2 separate regions of the Danio rerio genome follow, and region 1 is linked to region 2. A link is a contact called in public HiCAR-type data. All regions are on one chromosome and are shown on one strand. The core of a region is the stretch at or near the end of the contact, and the rest is flanking DNA. Distances in the headings are between cores, read along the strand shown. Region 1 overlaps musk (muscle, skeletal, receptor tyrosine kinase). Region 2 has its middle 150 kb from the start of lpar1.

Region 1 (6,177 bases), core at 231-2,730, 240 kb after region 2:
TAGTAGATGACTTCTTCATGGGCCATGCCGTAGTAAGGCTGCATGCCATATGAGAAGATTTCCCATAATACCACACCATAAGCCCAAACATCTGACTCGCTGGTGTAACGATTGTAAAAGATAGATTCTGGTGGCATCCAGCGAATCGGGATGGCATCATTTTCACTGGCTTTGTAGTAATCAGCTGCATAGATATTGCGTGAGAGACCAAAATCTGCAATTTTCACAACCAAGTTTTCTGCTACCAAACAGTTTCTAGTAGCAAGGTCACGGTGGACAAATTTGCGCTCCGATAAGTACGCCATTCCTGCTGCCACCTGTTTGGAAATGGAGAGCTGCTCCTGGCAGCTGAGGGGTGGGTAACGCTCAGGTTCTGACACGAGACTGCTGGAAGTCAAGGTATCCCGACTTAGACTGGGCTGCTGGGTTGCACAGCGCCGTCGCAGGAATTCATTCAAGTCCCCATATGCCATGTATTCAAACATGAGACACATGGGCTTCCCCACTGCACAGACACCTGCATGACAGATACACAAACAACTGGCTTAGTCACACTGTCGATACCAAACCAAAAATACACTTCTGTTATTCTAACACTTAATGAGGCATTGAGTCTGGTTCCGGAATACCAGAGAGGGGACTGATGCGGGGTTACACATTGGGTCAACACTGAAATGGATGAGTCAAGCTATTTTAAGGCTTTTCTTTTTGATTGCGGTACCCTTGAGGAAAGGACATACATGTAATATGAAGCAGATGTGGTTCATTTTAGGAAAGTCCTCAAGCAGATTTTTGCTTTCTTTGAAAGCAAGCAGTTGTGATACATTACCCAGGAGACGGACAATGTTGGGGTGATCAAACTCAGACATGAGTGCAGCTTCTCGTTGAAAGTCATTCTGCATATCAGTTGAAGCTTCCTCTTTCAACATCTTTACTGCCACCATGGTGAAGGGCTCCGTTGGCAAAAGACCTGGGGCTCTAAAGGAAAGCAAGCATATTAGGAACTAGTAGCAACAGCTTACTTGAATTAGAGTAAAACAGTTTTAGTTCATATTTGCTGATCTTCCTTAAAATATATGTACAATGCAAACTTGTAACTCCAATAATTTGAGAAACGTCTATAATAATGTAGTAGGCAGAATAGTCTGAGCCAAAGTACTCAAGAACACACAAGCCTGCAAAACTGGGTTGTCAGTATATACAATATTCACTGTAATGGTAAACACTTTGCTTCGTGCAGTAGTAGGCCACCTTTAGTGATCTCAAACCAGACATCCCTAAACACATTGTAACAAATTGTCTTAAAGCCTTTTAAAATATTTTAAATAGTGATGCCAAGCTGTGGAAACAGAACCACAATGGCAGAAATTCAAGAACCAACTTAGAATTCCATTAAGATTGCACTTCCTGTGCTAAAGGCTCCTGTGTGTTCCTGGAGAAGTAAACACTTTTCTAATGGGCGTCTATAAATAACCTCTGCTGCAGTGCTTTGCTCACACGATAGAGTCTACAGGGAAGTTTCATATTGAAACACATCACATGTTTACTAGACCTATCCAAGATCCTATTTCAGGATACAGCCATATGGAGTATAGCTTTTACCCACTGATGAATTTCCCTGGGGTCACTATGTACCTGATATCATAATTACAGTATGTTGCCGTCTGGTCTATATATGTCAGCCCTTTGCATCAGGTTGGGATCAGGTTGTCTCAAATCTAGTTGGTGAGTTAGTAAAAAGTTTCTAAAAGTTTAATCATTACTCACAAAACTGGACAGAATTCAATAATTATTTGTAAAAATTCACTTTGATGAATCCATGCTAAAAAAGACATGCAATGAAGTGTCTGTATAAATATTGACAGTGCCAAATCAGGACAGAAATTAGCACCATTTGCTTGTAATATTTGTAGCTCTCACCTCGCCTGAAACACCCTCCCAAAGGCCCCCTCTCCAATATCACGGACATATTCAATGTTGTTGCGTGGATATTCGAGACTGAGGAGCTTGGAGTTAAGCAGTAGAGGCAGTCGCTGGTACATGGGGTTGGGATGAAGTCTGTCCAACAAGAGCTCTGAGGGGAGGGTGGTCAATGTAGGTGTCTCCAGCACCCTACTGAATATGGAAGAACAACTGTTTAGTTTTGAGGTATTTAGTTAAAACTGTAATGTAACTTTCAAAGCAACCACAAGTACAATTTTTGTCCTCATGTAGGGTGTTCTACTCTTGGTGGAGCATCTAGAGAGCCCCTTTCTTGCAGAAAGAAGACAACTAAGATCTCCAGAATTACTTGGGCTTTACAAGCATGGGTTTGGGAGCAAAATTAAAGATCTCCTATAGACCATTGTCAACTCTGCTCCTGTAGGGCTATATTCTTAATTAATTAATGTCCAGTCCTCCTTAAACACGTTATCCTCTCAGGTGATTCTGAACACCCCAATTAGCTGGTTCATGAATGTTTACATAAGGTTGGAACTGAAGTAAATGCAAAAGTGTGAATAGACATCCTGTGGCACAAATTCAGCTCTGAACTCAAAGAGCTGGGTATACCTCTGAAAGGATCTAGTGGACTGAGACACAACCGCGAACCAATATACACAGTTTTTTAGGCTTCCAAAAGCACATTAACACAGCTATTCTCTCAATAAAATCCACATTAGCCATTTAGCAATGAAGCAGAAGCCCTGCCCATGATGTGAATCCTTGTCTGTTGTGAAGTGAATTTGATGCACGAATGAAGCAAAATTTGATGTGTGTAAGAAGCAAGAAAACTCAAAATGTTCATGTATCTATTTATGCATGTGCGCGTCTGGTGTGAGCAGACTTAAGACTCCTGTTATCCTAAGCTAAACTCTATATTCTTTGATCGTTGGTTTGAGATGTTCACTAAAAATAATTGAATGGCCGTTGTGATCAAATGTTCCCTCCAATAAAGTTCTCTCACTGTCAGACAATGTCAGACATATTCCTGCAGTGTCACTTCAGCTTCAACAAGCGTCAAAACAAGAACCAATAAGAGTGTTGAATCTGATGACATGGCGTCAGAAGCATGGCAACCTCAAATTACTTCAGTAAGCTTTTTTTTTCTGGTTTTATTCTTAAGGCATGTGTGAGCATAATTACACTATATTGTTTACGATATCTGTAAGGGAATTTTTCCAGAACCTGGGTTATTGAATGTGTCACGAATCAATTTCGTCAAACTCTGGATGGGTTTTCTTGCACTTGTCTGTGTTTCGCACATCTTCATTGTCATTCTGTCTGACACTCTGACAACTGCGATCTTACAGTGTGACATGAGAATAATGTTTGTGCAGTCTGACAAGCTGCAGTCATACGGTATTATTGACAATTGCACAGTTTGAGCGGGGTTTAAGGGTGTACTCTCACTAGGGATGTTACCTTAAACCATGCCGAAGCATGCTTGTGCCCCCTCCCATCTACTCTGACGGCCTGAACTCACATTGCATCCGAGTGGGAGCATACTTATGTCATAGATGATGCTACTATTCAGTTTAACAAGAAGAAAAGGCTCTGGCTCTTTACAATGGAGATTGCTTTAGTTATTTTGTTTTTTATTATTTTTTGTCATTTGGGATGCATTGACATACAGTCAAATATTTTGCTGAACAGATCCACAACTTTTGATGCTTATAAATTACCATAAAAGTCCTCATGCTGCACATATTAGGAGGTTTGCTGAAGTTGCAGCTGTCGTGCAGCAAAGAGTTTGTTTTTAATAAACTATGACAGTTTGCGTTCCTTGAAAAGTAAGAATGTTTAATAAATCCATATGAAAAAGTCCCCAAAAAGTGATGTCGCATTTTCAGTTTCGAACTGCGCTCTGGCACACCCCTTTCAACCAGGCCAGGGCTGGCCAACTGAACCATGCCTGAGCCTGATTCAGAGCACTCACACTTGTCAAAGAACCCAGAAACGTGTTTGGGCACAGTTCGGATACGATTTTGTAAGTGAGCCAAAGATTGTAGCTATCCAACACAGTGGTTTCCAGACCTGGTCCCAGAGAACTCAGAACACAACTCATTTAAGATGTCTTTCTTAAGCCTACTATCAAGCTAAAGAGTTTAATTTGGGTTTGTTTGGTTATGAAAACAACATATCCACAGCTGGCAGTTCTTCAGCACTTGGATTGCAAACTCTATGCTCTAGGAGACTAGTTGGCTACCCCTGGAGAGATCAGTAATCTTCAAACCTACTTATAGAGAGCTACATACTTGCAGATTTCAGTGCCAATGCTACTCCAGCACACCTGATTGTAAGTATCTGAATCAAACATGACTAGCTGGTTTTAATTTGGGTTTTTGTTGAAACTTTGAAAATGAAATACAATGGTAGCCCAGAATGATAGCTCCCCAGAAGCAGAGTTGGAAATCAATTTTCTAGACTACAGTAATTTTATATGGTCTGGTTGGATTTAGGGTTAGGACTTTGGTTGAGAATGTTGGTTTAGTGCTAATATTATTTCATCACCAACTAAAACCAGCAAAATGAACATACTGTACGTAGCACAACATATCTCTTACAGCGACCCTCATGAATCTCCCCTCTTGGAATTTGAGTCTTAAAACTTTTACAATTTCAAGTGATTTTAGTAAGTGACTATACAGTCTATTATCTACCTTTTCCTCTTTTTCCACATTTTCTTTCGTCTGTGACACATAAGGATGAGTACGGTGAAGAAGGCTGCTCCAGCAAAGCCAGCAATAACAAAGATGATAACACTCATTGAGTAGGCCGTAGACACAGAAGGAGGAGGGTAGAAGTGGGCAGGTTTTGTAATTGAGGGTGCAGTCCTGATACTGATAACTAAAGAATGGAACAAAAATATTAACTCAGATTATTTGGAACAAGTTTTGTAATGACATTTATCTGAATAAAGGATTAGCACTCAGTATGGATAATATATGAGACATAAATGACATACCTTCTCCACATTTAGGCACCAGACAATATTCCCAGCGTACATTAGGGTTTGTAGTGTAGCACCAGGGTCTGTCACTTTCTCCGCCTGGGTTACGACAGTAGTTTTCTGCATTTCGCAACTCAGGAATCACATCTACAGAGAGTCTGTGTTGATGGGGATCCTGAATGGGATAAAAACAAGAGCAGTCAACCAAGAAAACTAAACCAGTGGTCAAGCCACATATCCTCTGTGGCTTAATTCAGTATTCCCTTCATCCCTGATATTTCCAGCATTTTCAAGTTGAAACCAATTGCATTAAAACATTCCTTGTTGTTTTTAAAGAATACCAAATAATCTCTTTTCAAAACTTTCTTTGAAAGGAAACCTCTGGATTTATGTATTTTGATCCTCTATTGTTTTTGCTGCAAAAACATTTGTATTCTGTGTACATATCGTTTGAATGTCACTAAGCATATGCCAATCTGTAGCATTTGAATTGTTTGGGGTTGGGTTATTGTTTGAGGAAGAAAAGGAAAATAAACAAGCTGATATATTTGATTACAGCTGCAGGGGGAAATGATAACATGTTGAAATGTATGAAAAGAGAAAAAAGGTCAAATTCTCCCCGAGAGCATCTCAACAAATGCCAATATCATTTCTTAGTCAAGTCTATTGTCATTTGCTATTATTGTTGTTTTAACCTTTATTTCATGACTGATTTGAATAAAATGTTAACAAAGCATTGTTAAAGGTTAAAAAGCCTGCATGTTTAAATAACTATTTGGCTAGCAGATAGCTACAATTATTTTCTCTACTGATAGAGCATACCCACATAGCAAAATTTCTCTGGCCCAACTCTGGCCCACACAATCAGGTTTTGCTTGGTCCACATGCTGAAGTGAATTACGCTACATGCCTGGATCAAGTCTGTCCTTCAGAGAGGGGTCAAACATGGACCATATCTAGTGAAGTCTGGTCAAGTCACAGCCAAGTTGATAACTCATAACTGGGCCTGAACTAGGCCAGATAGGTTGGTGTGTCATGATTGCAATGAAATTGATAAACCCATGAAGTATTGCACTTTAGGCACACTATGGGCGTTTTTTACTTGAAGCTACCACATTGGTATTTTTTTTTTCTTTACTGAAACATTATTTTAATGTATTTTAAATGTGGGTCAAGACAGGCTAAATGTACATGGCCCACATATAATAATAATAATAATAATAATAATAATAATAATAATAATAATA
Region 2 (6,660 bases), core at 260-2,759:
TATATATATATATATATATATATATATATATATATATATATATATATATATATATATATATATATATATATATATATATATTTATTTATTTATTTTGTATTTATTTATTTATTTTTACACTGTAATGGTAATGAAAATAAAATAGTTCAGTCACAAATGAACGTGCTGCTGTTAATTCACACATTACCATGCCATTCAATGCCATGCTGGTTATTTGTATTATTATTATTATTATTTATTATTGTTGTTGTTATTATTATTTTAATTTTCTTCAGCAAAATAATAAATGAGCTTTGTAGGTAAAATTGTGGTCCTTGGTCATTCATAAAATGCAAGTTAGCAGCGACACTAAAATAAGAAAAAATAAATAAATATTTGATGCAAGAAACTGAACATTGTATACAACATTATTGTCATTAACTTACAGCCAGTATAAGCTAATCATTTTCTTTGGGTTTTTCTACAAAAATATCTCTCTTTTTTTCTTTCCCTATAGACTTAACAGACATATAAAGCTTAAAATAGGCCTTTTGTCCACGTAGAAAAGGGTTTAGATCTTTAAATTCAGAGTTCAAATTAGAACAAAAACACATGTTTTGCAATTATTTTGTTTTGTTAAGTGTATTTACCTACATGATTTCAAATATCAAGCTTTTATTTGGCGTCACTGGAATTGTAAATAGTATATAATTTAATCTACTTAGTTTAGTGAGTATACAGAGTCACCATGACAATCATTTTTATATTGTGCAGCTGACATTTCATAAAAAAAAAATATTTTTTTTTAATGAAAATTGTAACTGGAGTTACTTTTTTATGGTTAATGATTTCATGGCTAATAATTTATTTGTGTCATTAGTGTTAATGTGCTTTTCTTCATCACAAATGTCCACAAAAATGTGCAAACATGGTTGTGGAAATGAACATAATTAACACTTTTAACAAACCTGATTAAAACAAATAAAATGTATACTCCAACATTATGTGTTGCTTTATCAACATTTTTTTGTAAACCTGATTACATGTGCTAATAAATAAATAAATTATATATATATATATATATATATATATATATATATATATATATATATATATATATATATATATATATATATATATATATAGCCTATTACCAAAATAAAAAAAAAGTATTGGCCTAATACTTTTTTTTTAAACACCAGTGACAAAAATGGTATGCGTTTTTAATTTAATCCACAATAATATATAGTAAAAAAAAAATCATTAATCTGTCATTAATGTGTATTCATAAAGGCAATTGATTTTTAGATATATTGCCATACCAACCATTCTGAAAAGGAAAGCAGGGTGGAGAAAATGTGTCTGTAGAATGGCACATACATATATAACGTTATGGATTAATAAATTCAACTTCTTGTCCTTAACCTACATGCATTGTTATGTTTGGTTAAACTTTTTATGCAACGAACTAATGTGCAGTGAATACAGTTAATGCACGAATCACAGTTGTGCCTCGCCTGTTTGGTCCACTAGATGGAGCACAAAAGCAGCAAGTGTGGCATCTCGAGTCGATCCTAGCTGCACAGGAGGATTATTACACAAAACCTGGTGAAAAAAAATAAAAATACAAATGCATTAATCACTAGAACAGCATGTGCTTCTACAATATAAAACTACACACACACTGACTGAGGCACCTCTTGTCCCGCTTTCGGAAATAAAGGTGCAGAAGCTATCAGCGTGTTAATATGTTTTAAAGATCAATTGATAATGTAGACTGGAGTAAAGATACTGATTATGTTGTAGATCTGTATTTTTGATTTAATGAATGGAGTATTTGCGAGCCCAGTTGGCTTCCTAAACATTTAAAAAGTCTTACTAATCCAAAACCTCTGAATGGTTGTGTCCATAAGATCTCACAAAACCTTTATGTGCAATACATGTGTTGTTTCAATATTGTGTTGTTTTTTATTTATTGGAGTAACCTGGGAAAAAAAGTACTCTCCTCTATCTCCAATTTTACAAGCAGCTGAGAGCTTTTGGGCTGGTCGGGTAACTAAAATCAAGGTACAGTATAAAAACAGCTGTCCAGGAAACTCCCAAGCTGCCTTTCTGCAACACTGATAATTATAAGAATGACTGAGCACCAATAACTACTGATCATTGTAGAACAGCGAATCATTCATTTTCTTTTCAGCTTATTCCGTTCATTAATCTGGTGTCGCCACAGCGGAATGAACCGCCATCTTATCCAGTATAGGTTTTACACAGCGGATGCCCTTCCAGCTGCAAACCATCATTGGGAAACATCGTACACACTCATTCACACACTTACACTTTGGACAATTTGTCATCATATTAGAATTATTTAAAGAGTCATGTGACACTGGACTTCAGCTTTCCATATTAGCTTTTTACACTATTTAATAATACTTATAATAAAATAAACAGCATTTTTGAGCAAATAACATTTAAAATAAATGTCTGTAGTAGCAATTATCTAGTTTAGGTGGTCTATGGCCTGTAAGCTTAGTATTTATCCTTAAATAAATCTGTTACTAGTGTAAAAGTACTTTAAAAAAGTCAATTTCAAGCTAGTCGCCAGAAAACAAACAAAAAAATAATAATAAAAACAGCCTTCTCCACCTTTTTAACAAGTATAGCTAAAGCACTGCAGTGATTTTTTTCAAAGCTGAGTGAAAAACCTTGGACTAGTTTGCGCAAGGAGATTGTTTTGGAAAATATATCATAATATTTGGTGGGCAACATTATTTTTAAGTCAACGTTCAGATTGAAGAGGCCTGACATCTTTTAATATGATACATATTGTGTGTCTGTGCGAAATGTTGTGCAATACATTCATTCATTCACCTTTGGCTTAGTCCCTTTTTTCATCAGGGCTCACCACAGCAGAATCAACCGTCAACTTATGCAGTATATGTTTTACACAGCGGATGCCCTTCTAGGTGCAACTCAGTAATGGGAGACACCCATACACAGGGAGAACATGCAATCTCCAAACAGTATCAGCTGATTCTCAAAACTATGACCTTCTTGCCATGCTAACCACTGAGTCATTGTGTTGCCTTGTGTAATACAGTTACAAATATGTAAAATGCAATATCGCCCCACAGTGGCCAATTTCTTTCAGATTTTCGACATTTTAAAAGCTAAGCAATACCACGAGTTTAATTTTGGTCACACTGTTAACCTTGTCTAAGAAGTTTTGAAATTCATTGGTCTATGGGTTTTTTTTTTTTTTTTTTTGTGAGAAGAACCAATTTCCTTGAACAGGAGTGTTGCTAGACATAAAGCTCTACTGGGGCATGTCAGTTTGTTTTCGATTAAACAACATTGCTATCAATGGTTCATTTGTACATAGAGAATAATGTATTTATTCTAGCATTACCACTTGTAATTAATGCACATATAAAGTAAACTGTAACTGAAAGCATTTACTGGGGCACTGGCAAATTTTACTGGTCAAATGCCCCATTAAATCTAGCGATACACCTACCCTCACAGATGGGTGCCATCTTGGACAAATACACTGCATGCCAATTTTTTTTGTTAGTTTCATGACCAGTTTCTGGTTTCACCATGGTGTTTTTCATGGAACCTGTGTATGAGCAGATAAATTGCATATTTACACCACTTTGGTTCAGATCAGGCAAATAAATTATTGTAGGACTAGTTAGCATTTTTTTATTTTTTTTTTTCTGTTCGGTTCTCTGACAAATGCTCCCTGTAGGGCTTGAGCCAAGGATTCTATAAGGCACATGAGTCTGTGGCCACTGGTTTATAGGAGTTACAATTACAATTTTGTGTTTTAAGCTGCTGTAGCATCACCAACTGGTTGATTGGGATGAGTCTCGATGATGTGGTAGACAGCGTGGGCCCTACTGTACCATCTGGCAAAGTTCGCTAATGACTTGGTCTGCCCAGTCAGCTTTAGGGCAAAATGGTGCAAGTTTAGTTCAAAAAAATTACTTATCCCAAAATTTGACTGGTAGTGTACATACCTAAAAGATCTTATAAAATCTGTCCATCTTTATTACATATATGTAGTTTATTTATGTAGAATTATCTGCTGTAAATTTTACTTTACCATTTAATATCCATTACTTGCATATTGGGGAGCATTTCTTTATCCATTTATTTGTTTTCATCTGCTTTTCTGGGGCCGGGTCACGGGGGGGAGCAGTCTCAGGAAAGAATCCTAGACTTCCCTCCACCCAGACACTTCCTCCAACAGGCCAGCCAAGAGATATAGTTCCTCCAGCGTTTTCTGGGTCTTCCCCAGAGGCCTCCTCACATTGTGACATGGTTGGAAAACCTCCCTAGGTAGGTGTCCAAGAGGCATTTGAAACAGATGCCTGAGCCAGCTCAGCTGGCTTCTCTCGATGTGGAGGAGCAGTGGCTCTACTCCGAGCTCCTCCCGGTTGACTGAGCTCCTCACCCAATCCATAAGTGTGCGCCCTGTCACCCTGGCGAAGGAAACTAATTTCAGCCGATTGATTCCGAACTCTTGTGGTCCCCGAACAGAACCCTCTCCGGCCCAAGATTGCACATAGAAATTCTGTCCAAAAAATGAACAGAATTGGTGACATAGGGCAGCATATTTTCCGCAGACATTGGGGAGCATATTTTTACAAATTTGAGATTTAAATTAGAAAGATATGAAACTGAAACAGCTGCATATTTGGTTTATTTATTATGTTCACCAGTGCCTTAGTTAGTTGCTCAATATATCTTCTATTCTATGCCCTGTGTTTTATTTACATTTTAGTTCTTGTTATGATTATGCTGACTTGCATGACTCTGATGTTTCCTGTACATAGTCCCCTGACCATATTGTAGTATTTGTATTTGTGTTTGTGTGTGTGTGTGTGTGTGTGTGTGTGTGTGTGTGTGTGTGAACAGATTTTACATCCATAATCTTTTTCCATTTCACTATATTGATATTCATGTGTAACACACTGGTTGCTTACTGAAAATCCTATGTTGTAAATTGGAAAAGCATATTTTTCTCTGCTCTGTGTCCTTTTTTTACGAGCAGCCATGAGCGTTCAGGCTGATCGGGTCACTGAAATGGCAGTATAAAAACAGCCGTCCAGGGAACTCCCAAGTTGCCTTTTCTGCAACTCCCACCCTGAGCTAAATGATTCTGCAGGGCGTGAAGCAAGTTTGCAGGATGCCAGAAGGTCTCTGTGTTTCAGTTTGCGCTGCTTGCCTTTGTTTCAACTCAGGCTTTACAGTAAGAATGACTGAATTGCTTATTCTCTAAGGCATGTGAATATTAAAAGGTCACGTCCTTTGTAATACAAAGAAACAGTGACTATCACGTCAACACAGTCTGGAGACACTGATTGTAAACAAACCTGAATTATTTACTGTCTCGACGAAGCCAACTGTAACTGCATGTTGGTTTAAATGCTCTAATGAAGCATAAAGTTTGTTGTGTTTGGAAGTGACTTTGGTGACTTTTTGCCTTTTTTTTTTTTTTTGAAGTGACAGCTTTGCTGGCCAGAAATTGACAAAACATGATTTGTAATGAAAAAAATAATTTCAAAGTGCTTATACTTGTATCATATGTGCCTTCAAGATAACATATTTTGTTAATATTTCAGTTTATACTTGTTGACAACAATGACATTAAACAGAGCAAATTGAAACTTTCACTGCAAACTTCTTCCTCCCAGACTTTTTTCAAACATTAATTTATTCATGAAGTATTATCAAAAGTGATACTAAAAACTTGTGATTTTATCATAATGTAAAGTTGTTTACTATCACTTTTAATAGAATAATATACATTTATTATTTGTATATGAAATCCTGTTTTTAATTTATTTGGGGAAAAAAAGGAATCTCCGTATTTTTCAGGATTGTTAATAAAAAAATATTATTTTTAAATAAATCATCATCAATTTATTTTAAAAATTAGCATGACTGTTTAAATATACTGTTATATACTGTTGTATATATATATTTGTCTTATTTTACTTGTTTTTTGTGGTTCATTGATTGTTACAGTTTTTCTGTCGCTTTGGTGCATTTCTCACAACACTATTTAAATTTGCACAACAGTTAATGCATTTTTTAAAACGATTAGTACAAACTGCAAAACCTAGCTGATAACCTGCAAAAGTGTGTCACGTGCTCAAAATGGATAGCTCATTCCTCAAAAGCAAGTATTCATGTCAATCAAAAAAGTGTCAGTGTCAAATGAAAAGTCCTGACACCATTGTTTATGAACAAGATAGTCAAATGGCTTTTTCCAGTTTTCATTATGACAGTTTACTCTGTAAAATGTTTTCTATTTCAAAGAAGTCAGATTTCAGTGACACTTCCTGAAAATGCTCAAGACAGCACTATATACTATTTGCACAGCAATTTGAAAACTACAGTAAAGCTAGATATCACTGCATTTAGTGAGGTATCTGAGTGCAAGGCACTGAATATGTATGTTTTACATTTTTTACTGCATATGCTCTTTGTATTTCTAATTTATTCACAGCATTTGTGCAAAAGACTAAATACACCCTTATTCACAACAAACATAAACATCCTTTAGGTAGAGCTGTGCACAGCTATAAACAATATTGTATTATATATTGGAACTGAACCTACAACATACATAGGTCTGTAAATAGTTCATGAAATTGTTCAATTTAGAAG

What was found. HiCAR-type assays count read pairs that join an accessible place to other places.
Region 1: a contact with region 2 is called in a HiCAR-type map of caudal fin, with 16 times the contacts expected there. The contact joins two enhancer-like sites. A contact is called at or near these places in 6 of 18 Hi-C or Micro-C datasets (caudal fin, embryo, fibroblasts and 2 more) and 1 of 4 datasets of contacts at active chromatin or transcription factors (caudal fin).

The regions. Positions count from the first base shown.
Region 1 is chr10:15,284,346-15,290,522 of GRCz12tu, forward strand. It overlaps musk (muscle, skeletal, receptor tyrosine kinase), which reads right to left. Exons shown (of 17, transcript NM_001004503.2): 13 at 4,946-5,105; 14 at 4,641-4,827; 15 at 1,921-2,115; 16 at 830-978; 17 at 1-517. Among named protein-coding and RNA genes, the nearest start is that of lpar1, 85 kb to the left of the region's middle. Within about 2 kb of position 1,481, at least 8 of the 62 cell types and tissues checked have an H3K27ac peak or open chromatin away from gene starts, as enhancers often do.
Region 2 is chr10:15,048,127-15,054,786 of GRCz12tu, forward strand. No RefSeq gene overlaps it. Among named protein-coding and RNA genes, the nearest start is that of lpar1, 150 kb to the right of the region's middle. Within about 2 kb of position 1,510, at least 4 of the 62 cell types and tissues checked have an H3K27ac peak or open chromatin away from gene starts, as enhancers often do.